2 separate regions of the Mus musculus genome follow, and region 2 is linked to region 1. Evidence: chromatin contacts called from public Hi-C data. All regions are on one chromosome and are shown on one strand. The core of a region is the stretch at or near the end of the contact, and the rest is flanking DNA. Distances in the headings are between cores, read along the strand shown. Region 1 overlaps Arhgap21 (Rho GTPase activating protein 21). Region 2 overlaps Enkur (enkurin, TRPC channel interacting protein).

Region 1 (5,453 bases), core at 2,178-4,677:
TTAACTGGTAGATGTAAGCACATCTGTCTTTCAAAGCTTATTGTACTTTGATTTTCCTTCTTTAGTTTCCTCTTAAATCCGTTAGACACAAACCTGATTATCATCAGTGTTTTGCTTTTTTTCTGGTATTATTTTCTAGTTCAATTTTCTGTGCTACTACAGCCCAGGATCTGGAATCAACCATTGTTTCAGGACATCCTGGTGTCCTGACGAAGCATTTCAAGACCTCACTTCCCAATTAGAGATGTTCATTCCTAATGAGTTGACTTTGAGGCTTTTCACACAAACACATGCTCAGAAAACTGCAGAACTGTACCCAGGATCCACAAGCTTGCCCTAGGACTCCGTATAATTGTCTAAACTCAGACAGTGGTAATGATACCGCTTTAGTATTGTTATGGAATTATAGAGCCATTTACTGTATTCTTTTTCTTTGTAAGATAATGATATTCTATGAGTAATACCACTTCCTTTCAAATTCAGGGTTTGGAGGGTGGTATTGTTTTCCACAAAGGGTCTCTCTGTGTAGCCCCAACTATCTCGAAACTCACTATGTAGACCAGGTTGGTCTCCCCACTCACAGAGATCCTCCTGCCTCTGTGCCTTGTGTGCTGAGTTTAAAGGCATGCAGCAGCTCACCTGGCAGAGTTAGTTTTTGTTTAATGACTTTGGTATTGCATTCTGTTTCTCTTGATTCCCCAGGGATTTAATTTTATCCCAAACAGCATACACAATAATCTAGAAAAAAATTAGTCTTTCCTAATGAATGTAATTACCGAGAAGGTGCAAAGTTCTCACTCTTTCTCTACCACCCCTCCTGTTTTCTTAGTTGTACTGAATCTGCTCTGTCAAACTGTCAGGAACCGCACAGAGCTCCACTTTCTTCCCTTAGCATTCTTTTAGTGGTGGTTCTAAAATACCTAAGTATCTTGCCTTTGTCTGCTTCCCACGCCCTCGCTGCTGTAGTGTTTTGTTTTGACACAGGGTCCTTCTTTTTAGCCAACACTGGCCTGTGGTTTACTCTGTAGCCCAGGCTGGCCTGGGAGTCATGCTCCCCCTAGGATGTGAGTCAGCACACCTGCTTGCTTTCGTCATTTTGATGGTCTAGAGTTTGTTTTCTGATAGTTCCTGTCTTAGAATACAAAATTCCTGTAGTCTGTGGATATTACAGTGAAACCCTGAGCTGCTCAGCTGTCCAGGGCTCCTTTTCATCCTGAAAAGACCTTAAAGCTGATGCTGCAGGTTGGGTTTTTGGCGTAAAGGTTTGTCGTGGAAAAGTCAGATGGCCATGTAATGGTGCTTTGCTCTTTGTGCCTCAGTTCCTAAAGGTGGAGTACTTTTCGGTGCTGTGGTAAAACACCATGACCAGAGTTGACTTATGGGCTGCTGCAGTGGGACTGGGGAGGCAGAGGCAGGAAGATCTCTGTGATTTCAAGGCCAGCCTGTTCGACAAAGTGAGTCACTTTGTACACTGTACTGGACAGCCAGGACTATACAGAGAAACTCTGTCTGTCTGTGTGAAAGAAAACAAAAAAAGAAAACAAAGTTGACATAGGGAAGGAAGAGTTTATTTCTGTTTATGTGTTTACAGCCCATGCAGGGAGTCCATGATGGTGGCAGACATGTGGAGCAGACAGCCAGAGCAGAAGCTGAGAGGCTCTGTCTCTCACTTAAGCCACCAAGCAGCAAGCAGACTAGAAGAGGGGCAGGGGCACAGACTCTCACAACGTGTATTCTTCCAGCCAGAGTCCACCTCACAGCCTGCCTTCACAGCCTTCACAGCCTTCACAGCCTCCCCAAATGGCACCACCCAGAGTGGACCAAGGCTCACACACAAGAGCCATGGCGACATTGCTCATTCCAGTCACCACAGAGGCTGCAGGGTCACCATTGTAGTGATGGCTGTGCTGAGGCTTTCTCTTTCTATCTCAGATGTTTGTATTTCAGGAAAGCACAATGAACTAACTCCTGTACATACTCTCTGGGTCTTTAAGGGGCTGTATTGTGTGCCCATTGAAACTTCTGAATTTTCAGGATCATCACATTCTCTTGTACCTCCCCTAGCTCACTGATTACCTTTGGTTTTGTTTCTTTTCTTTTCTTTCTTTTGAGTTTTTTACTTCTGAGTTGGTGTAGTTTGGGAGCAAACTTATTTGACCAAATGATTGTTTTAACCCATCTAGCTCATATCCCTTGTCTTATAGAGCTAATGGGAACATACTTTGAGGACCATATCCTGACAGAAAGCAGCGAAGGAAGTGATGTAGCCTGTATAGCCCTATGAGTAACTGGTTTAAAATACTCTTTTGTTAATCCTGTGGAGCAAGACTGCAGAGGAGTGGCAGAATGGAGGAGAGACCAACCTGGAGAAGCCAATGGGAGTCTCATTTAGGAGGAGGCCACGGAGGGAGAAAAGGACTGTGTTTTAGAGATGTCAGACTTGGTAGCTGGGTAGAGAAGGGGCTCAGGAGCTGTTTGTGTTTTGGTAACCCAGGGCTTGAATTGTGCTGTCGTTATGTAGATGAGGAGATTATTGGGGCTGGGAGAGGGAAGATAATGAGCCCTGTTTGGAGCAAGTAGTGCTAGGCATCTAGGTACCCATGCTTAGCAAGGGTTCAGTCATGCAGATTGAAGCTTGGGAGAAAGGGTTGGAGAGGGTTGGAGTCATTCATAGTCATGAGCCTGGACGATGACATCATCTAGGGAGAGCGCAAGAAAGGAGAAAGTGGGTCAAGGAGAGAATTCTAACTTAGATAAGAAGGGAAGCCAGTCTTGGGAATATTAATAAGAACGATTAGGTGTTCTGTTTTAGTCTTGTTAAACTTTTTCATGCTAAAAAGCCCATGCAGGTGTTACCTATTTTACAGATGAGTGAGTTGGAGTTCAAAGGTTAAACTGTCGGCTCCTTGTTGCACTTCTAGCAACAGCCATTGAGGAAGCTGAGCCACTCTTTTCTCACCTCCTTCCTGGCCTCTTGCTAGGCAAGGAGTTACAGACATATTATACAAAATGGAGATGTGCTACACCTAGGGTGAGAGAGATGGGAGGCTTGGAAGGCTGTTAGCCATGCGAGGGGCTGCAGAGAGATTAAGAAGGATGGGGATTCTAACCCCCTTTACACTGAGTAAAGACCAATTCCTGTGTGGGAATTGGTTTGCTGTAGGATGTTGATAGTATGGTTATTTTATTGTACCACTTTCCTAAGCTGTGCTTTTATTGACTAAGTAAATGACAGCTTATAATTCCCCCAAAGAAGAAGATAACAATTGTTAAACAACCAAAGTGATGCTAAATACAGACAAAGGCAGGCTCTGCTGCGTGATGTAACAATATCCTAGTGTTTGGGAGGGTGATGCAGCCTGGCCTCTCCTGACGATGCTCAGACAGGAAAGGGAGGGGAAGAGCCTCTGCGAGCACTTGAGCACTTGACTGCAGAGGGAGCGCTGCTTGCTGAGTCAGAGGATGAAGGCTGCGCTCTAGGCAGACATGGCCCAGTTCAGGCTGCTGGACTGCATGATAAACCACAATTGGAGTTTACTCTGCAATCTCTACTGTGCATGGAATGGCCAGGTTTGTCTGATGGATACATAGTTTTGCTTTTTAATTTAAGACTGCTGTAACTGTAGGGGAAAGAAAATGCTTGATATGAGAACATTGCCTTTTGTTACAATCATCTTTTGTTTCTTTTGAGTTAATTAGTTTTTTTAACATAGCATAGGGTAAATCTGATGATCTGAGTTACTTACTCTGCAAGACTGCAGTTAGCTGAAGTAACACAGTCATTGCTGTTTGTGGAGCATTAGGCTGTCGGGGAGGGGAAGTGGGACTGACTGACTTAATTTAAAACTAATAAATGAGAAGACGGTACAGTTGTAGAAGAAGGCCAGTTCACAGCTTTCCCAAGGAGCTTAAGATTGTGTTAATAAGATAGCACAAAGAGTTTGGAACAAACCGCCTTTGAGCAAGTTTTTTTTTTTTTAAATTTTCAATAAAATATGGTTCTGGATTTCTTCTGTGGCGGAACTGAATGAGGTTCCTTTCTGAGCGTTTCATGTTATGAGCTGGGCTTTTATGAAAACATAGTTTTGTAGTACAGAAAACTTGCTGGGCATATTTTTAAGAATAGCTGTCTGTTCTTAAGTGCTCTCTAAGAAGCGAGCCTTTCTCTGCACAACCCCAGCAGCACTGTTATCAGGCAGAGACCTCTTCAGTAAGTCGTAAATCATGCTGTACAGGCTCAGCCTAATGGCTTGGCTTTTCTAACACAGAAAGTCCAGCCACACCCCAGCCGTGTCTCAGTTCTTGCACAGGCCAGACACAAACTTCCTAGACGGAAAGACTTGATATTAGTTGCAAGCAGGATCTTAGCATCTCAGTTCTTCAGTATGCCCGATTTTTTTTTTTTTTTTTTTTGTCTAGAAAATAGTTTCATAGTTTAGCATGGACCAGAGAAATTGGAGATAGGGAAGGTCATTTAGTGTCTGTTTTTTTCCAGGTTAAGATTGATTCCTCATTGCACTTCCTATTACTCCCCCTAATGGATTTACATTACCATAAAAATATGGGTTTTACATGGCTACTCAAAGACTAAAAGAAGATAGATATTGCAATTATCTTAACATTTAAAATTCATGCTATGAGGAGCCTAGCAAAGCTGAAACCTGAGCTCTGTGTTATGTACACATGCTTTGTAACCACCACTCAGCCTATATATAGTCTTACCGGGGAACTTTCTTGTTTGAGGTCTGAACCCCAGAGGAGTGTTACCTGTGCCATAGATGCTTTGGGATGGGTTGGTGCAGCTGCGGATACTGAGTGCTTTGTGTGTGCCTTGGCCTGAGTGTTGCCAGTGTTGCCTTCCCTGTGGTTTTGATCTGACAGTAAGCCATTAGCTAGTAGCATCTCTTGTAGAGCATAGCCTAAGTAAAAATGGCATAGAACACCATCTACGGTGATATTGATGCCACTACTTAAATATATTTAATGGAAGTCACAGATGTAGTACCTCTGAGGCCAGGTAATGGAAGTATGAAAGGAGACTGGTTGGTTGTGATGGCACACATTTGTAATCCAGCACTTGGATGCAGAGGCCTGAGATGAAAAAGTTAAGGGACATGCACAGAGGCAGGGACTAGAGACTGTCTTCAGACAGGAGAGCAAGCTCTAGGAAACAGCTCCTGGGCTGGATCTGGTGTTGACAGATACTGCTTGTGTGTGTTTATGTATGTAATATGCAGAGCTGGTGCTGGCCCAGATCAGAAGGGGGGTTGGGTCTCCTGGAACTGGAGTCATTGATGGTTGTGAGCCACTGTGTGTGGGTGCTGGGAACTGAACCCAGCAATGAGTGTTCTTAATTTCTGAGCCCTCTCTGTAGCCCCTCAAGATACTTTATTTTTAAAAAAACTAAATTTTTAGATTTGCATGTGAACTTGTCTTATATTTTAAACATTGAT
Region 2 (5,453 bases), core at 1,457-3,956, 240 kb before region 1:
AAGAAGTTCTTATTCTACTTACTGTGACCTCATTATTTTATAAGATAAGATACTTCCAATCCTTTTTGTTTGTTTGTTTGGTTGGTTGGTTGGTTTGGTTTGGTTTTTTGGTTCTTTTGTTTTGTTTTGGTTGGTTGGTTGGTTGGTTTTGCTTAGCAAAATAGTGATACAAATCACTGGAAATCATTGCAACATTTTCATAAATGCACTTGCTGTGCTTTGATCATACCAACCCTTCATGGTCTTCACATGTCTCTCCCCCTCTTACTGATCTCTTGTCCTTTTGATTTCCTCCTCTGTTTGTTACCAGTGTTTACAGTTGGCATACAGAGTGATGGGAATCGTGATGTGCTTCATGCTATGTGGCTATATACTCTGCTCCAGTTTGTTCTCCTCCCCCACTGGCCTCTCCCATACTCGATGGCCTGCTCTGGCTGGTCCCTTTCTACACAATGGACCTCCCTTCTGCTCTCTTGTCACATCGGTCCATTACCCTCTCCTTTTGCTGCCTTGCTTAAGATCTGTTCCTTTTCCCTGTACCCTCCCCCCTCGAGATTCTTCCCTGCTGCTATGATAGAGACACACACACACAAGCACGCTCACACACATACATGAACCCATGAACACACATGTAACATGCATGCACATACACATATGTATACTTTTATGTCTCTGTGCTCTTTATCAGGGAAATGTGATCTTTGTTCTTAGAAGCCTCTGTATGTCACTTAATATAGTGATCCATTGCTGCCAATCTTACCATCTTGTTTCTTTAAGGCTGAACATGTACATGCTGTGCACATGTCGCCTTCTTCCTTATCCATTGCTCTGCTGACAGACACTTGGGCTTGTTCCCTTTCCTAGCTATTGTGAGTAGTGCAGCAATAGGCATGGAAAATGCAAAGATCTCTGTAGCATGATGGCTATGAGTTCTGCTGGTACCCAACCAGGAGTGATATAGCTGGGTCATGTGATATTTCTACTTGAAAAGAAACCCTTATAGCGATTTCTACAGTGGCTGTATCAGCTCACAGTCCTACCAGCAGCTTATAAAGATTTCTTTCCCCCCACATCCTCACCAGTATTTGCTGTCATTTATGTTTCTCAAGGCAGCCATTCTATCAGGGGTGAGATGGGGAACCTCAAGCAGTTTTAATTTGAATTTCGTTGATGGCTGAGAATATTAACATTTTCTCAGCTATCGAGTAGACAACTTCTGGATTTCTTCTTTGGAGATCTATTTGTTCTGTTTCTTAGCCAATGGACCAGGTCGAATGATTTGTGCTTATTTTTGTTCCCTATTCTGAAAGCTGTCTTCACTATGCCAATTATTTCCTTTGCTCTGAAGAAGCCTATTATACAGTTTGATTTTATCTTATAAGTATCGGTGTTTCGCCTGCATGTATGTGTGTATACCACATACATGCCTGGTGCCTGTGGAGGTCAGAGAGGTGTTGGATCTCCTACAACTGAGTTATAGATAGTTATGAGCCGCTGTGTGAGAACTGGGAAACACACCGTGGCCTTTTAGAAGAGCAGCCAGTCCTCTTAACTTCTGAGCCCTCTCTGCAGACCCTGAGAAAAGCTTTGCTTTCATGTATCCTGACTCTCAATCATTGGGCTCATTTACAGTGCTGTTGCAGTCCTGTTGCCTCTGCTGATGTCCTCAAGTATTTCCCACACATCTTCCCCAGTCACTGCGAAGCTTCGGGTCTTACCTTAAGATCCCTTCTATGCATTTTGAACTGATCTGAGTAGTTTCATTGCACACTCAGAAATTCCATTTTTTTCAGCCCCGTGTTTTGAAAATACTCTCTCTTTCTCAATGTGTCTTTTTTTTTCTTTTTTGACACCTTTGTCAAGAATTCAGTGGTTATATCTCTGTGGGTTTATTTCTGGGTCCTCTCTTTTATTCCATCAGTTTGCATATCTGCATTTAAGCCAGTACCAAGCTGTTTTTGTTACTGTAGCTCTCTAATATAGTCTGAAATCAGGCATTGAGAGTCCTCCAGCATCACTCTTTTGATAAGAATTGCTTTGGCTATTGAAGGCCCTTGAAGATTAGAAACTGACACTTACATATGTTCTGGGGTGGAGGCAGGGTCAGTTGAACTAGTGGACTCCCTTCCTTTCCCAGCTTTACACTGCTGCTGAGTCAATACTGAGAAACCAGATGTTCACCAGGTCTGTCTTTACTTTGGTGGCTTTACTCTTCTTCTCAGGAATCTTTGCTGGCCACATGTAACTTTTCAGCCTGTGGGCCAGGCAATTGTCTCATCCTTTACATACATGCTGTACTGCATCCCTGTGATAGCTAGTGTTCTAGCTGGAGATGTCTCCCAAACGTGAAGATCTCTCCCAAATGTCTTGGGAGTGTGAGAAGCAATCACAGCACTGCGATCTGCTCAAGCAGAAACTGTCTTTATACTTGCAAGAACTCTTGAGTACTAACTGCCATGTTGGAGGGAAGCAGCTCTTAGGTATACAGACCATGCCTGAAACATCAGGTTTCTGGGGCTGTACGGCAGTGCAAGTCAGTAATCATGGTCCAGAGGTTGATCAGACTGCAGAGCGATTCTTTGTTGATTTGTGTCTGTTTCTGGCCTCCAGGGTTAGATTATCCTTCCCCATGCACTTCCCTGCCCAGCTTCCTGTTGTCTACAGCCTGGATTTGTCAGCCTCCAGCCTGCTGGTCTCTACTTCTGCCTCCAGAGACTTCCCACACCCTGACCCTGTGGCAGGCCAAACCAAAGCTGCTAGGCCTGTTCTCACACTTCAAGGAAGCTTGGTTTTTAATAGGATCTTGCTCAAGATGCTGCCTGTTAGTTGCCCTGAGTCACCCAGAATGACACTGTGGGATTTCTCACCATCTCACCAAAATGGAATGACAGCTTGTGAATGCTGCTTTGGACTTGTCCTAATGGTGGGACTGCCTGTTGCCTATGTGGCTCAACTTTTAGAAATGGCATCTGTTTCTTCTTAGCCTACATGACCCAGGTTGGCTTTCTCTTTATTCACATGGCATCTGCTCTTTTGTGGCATCCTTTTGCTTCCTTTGTGGACTTCCAAAGCTTGCTCTTTCTCTCTTGACATGCAATTTACTTTTTCTTTGTGTCTGCACGTATACACACATGTGTACCTGTGTACATACATGCCCAGGCACACTCAGAAATATACATGAGTGTGCATATATGTGCTTTAGAAAGACAAAACTTTTCTAATGTATAAAAAATATTTCCAAACCAACTTATATGTATTCATATGTGGAGGTTAGGGGTCAATGTGGGGGTGACTTCTGTCACTGTCTACCATATTTTTTGAGAAAGGGTCTCCAACTGAACCTGGAGTTTACCAATTCAGACAGGCTGGCTTCTCTGAAAGCTCCTGCTATATCTTCTTATCTCCACCATTACGCCCAGGAGTAGAGTTTGTTACAGACAAGTGTGTAAATAAAATGATCTATGATGAATGAAAAGTGCTGCTTTGTAAAACTTCACTGAATGAATTGAATTTGTAGTTTAAGACCTGTCAGTGGTGCCCCTGGTGTAGTGGAGCGAGAAATGTAGCCAGGCAAAGATGGAAATGGCGTTTATAGCTCCTAAGAGATCCTTAATTTTAAATTTGTTGGTTTTAGAGATCATAAAACATTAACTATGTTATTAAATTAGCATGTGTTCTACATCTAATGACATTCCAACAATGTCTAGAATACATTAACAGGAAGTATGGAGCCCTTGACTATATGGAAGATGATTTAGTCTTTGTAATATATTGAAAAGATATACAAAAAGGTCATTGTAAAATTGAATTTTGGTATTTTTCTTACAATAACATTTTACTAAATAAAATATGAGACCTCCATGTTGAAGAATAAGGATAAAATAGAAACTTCTGAGCAGAGAGGAGGTGAAGGTGGGGGTGGGGTGGTTTGTTGTATGAAGTGTCTACCTTGTGAGCATGGGGAGCTGAGCTTGATCCCCAGCACCCATGTAAGAGTGACAGGCATGGCGACATGTGCTGTGATCTTAGCAGGAATGTGGAAGAAACAGGTAGATCCTGGCAGTGGGGGAGGGGGCAGCAGTGGGAGGGACCACTGGACAGCTAACCTAAGTTCCTGAGTTCCAGGGCTGCAAAGGATGTGGTGGTGGTCCTGAACATGATATATGTGAGATTGTATTCTAGCTTTCACTGACTTGGGCACATACATGCCCAGGCACACTCGCAAATATACATGAGTGTGCATATATGTGCTTTAGAAAGACAAAACTTTCCTAATAAATGTGTAAAAAATATTTCCAAAACCAACTTTTACTTGGGACTATCAATTTTCAGATCATTGATTTTTACCAAGGCATTTGCTATAAGCTTGGCTCCACAATGCTCATAACTCTGCACTTACATATAAGACACTGAAAATAGAGCTACAGCCATATTGCCGGTGAAGCAAGTAAATGCTCCCAGCGGGGATGGAGCAGATGACAGAGGGCAGGGCTCTGCTTTCTGTATGTGTTTTCTGTTATTGTGGCCAAGTCCAGAATGGACACGTTATTATTCCCAAAGTTCCTTCAACAGCCATCTGTACCCTCCCAGTCTTCATTACGGGCAATTTTTTTATTGGTTTTCCAGTCTACCTGTTATGTCAAGGTCTCTTTTCCCTTTGCAGGGACTGAAGAAGAACTGGGAAGAGGTGCACAAAGAGTTCCAATCCCTCTCGGTCTTCATTGATTCTGTACCAAAGAAGATTCGCAAGCAGAAGCTGGAAAAAGAGATGAAGCAGCTGGAACACGACATCAGTGTCATTGAGAAGCACAAGATCATCTACATCGCTAACAAGTGAGCCAACTGTTGCAGGACAGAAAAAAGCCACATGGCCATCACACTAAACCCACTCTTCTCAAAGAGGACTATGAAGAGAATAAAGTTTTCACCGAAAATGTAGGGGCAGTGTTGAAAGAATAGTTGAATTATTTGCTTGCTCTAGAGAAAATTTTCTCCTCCACTGTCAGAGTTCTACTTATAAACAAACCATTAAAGTCAGAAGCTGCACCTTGGGTCTGTCTTCCGTAATGTCAATCATCCTATCACTGTGGACGTGTTTCACATGAACATTAATTTTGGACTTTGAAAAGCAAAAACATTCACCATTTCATGGTTTGGGAGGCTTTGCTTTGTTTTGTTGTTTGTTTTCTGTTTTGTTTTTTTCTTCCCTGAGTGACGATAAGAATACAGTGCAGAAAACCATGCCTGTCAAAGACTGGGGCACCTGACTCCCAGACACTCCAAAGCATTTCCTTTATGTTGCTTCCAAACTCCAGAGATTTGAAGCCTGTGTTCTCAGGGGTTCAGGGCTATTTGTAATTATTTATAACTCAAGATCTTTTCAGTATCCACAAAACTATGCATGATAAAAGATTGATTTAAAGGGAGAAAATTTAAGATGATTCATGAAAGGC

The links. A called contact is a pair of places that touch in the nucleus more often than the background predicts.
Region 2: a contact with region 1 is called in a Hi-C map of bone marrow-derived macrophages, with 26 read pairs. The contact joins two enhancer-like sites. A contact is called at or near these places in 3 of 39 promoter capture datasets (frontonasal cranial neural crest, second pharyngeal arch cranial neural crest and stem cell-derived epiblast-like cells), 1 of 15 datasets of contacts at CTCF or cohesin (large pre-B cells), 5 of 484 Hi-C or Micro-C datasets (DN2 thymocytes, the N1E-115 cell line, bone marrow-derived macrophages and 2 more), 10 of 115 datasets of contacts at active chromatin or transcription factors (acute myeloid leukemia, bone marrow-derived dendritic cells, embryonic basal ganglia and 6 more) and 3 of 9 other capture datasets (adipose tissue, embryonic stem cells and liver).

What each region holds. Positions count from the first base shown.
Region 1 is chr2:20,941,400-20,946,852 of GRCm38.p6, reverse strand. All of the region lies in intron 1 of Arhgap21 (Rho GTPase activating protein 21), which reads left to right. Among named protein-coding and RNA genes, the nearest start is that of Arhgap21, 24 kb to the left of the region's middle. Within about 2 kb of position 3,427, at least 128 of the 459 cell types and tissues checked have an H3K27ac peak or open chromatin away from gene starts, as enhancers often do. A contact at or near this core is called in bone marrow-derived macrophages, where this site is marked.
Region 2 is chr2:21,180,329-21,185,781 of GRCm38.p6, reverse strand. Enkur (enkurin, TRPC channel interacting protein) reads left to right here. Exons shown (of 5, transcript NM_027728.2): 5 at 4,664-5,051. The coding sequence ends at 4,837. Among named protein-coding and RNA genes, the nearest start is that of Enkur, 22 kb to the left of the region's middle. Within about 2 kb of position 2,706, at least 43 of the 459 cell types and tissues checked have an H3K27ac peak or open chromatin away from gene starts, as enhancers often do. A contact at or near this core is called in bone marrow-derived macrophages, where this site is marked.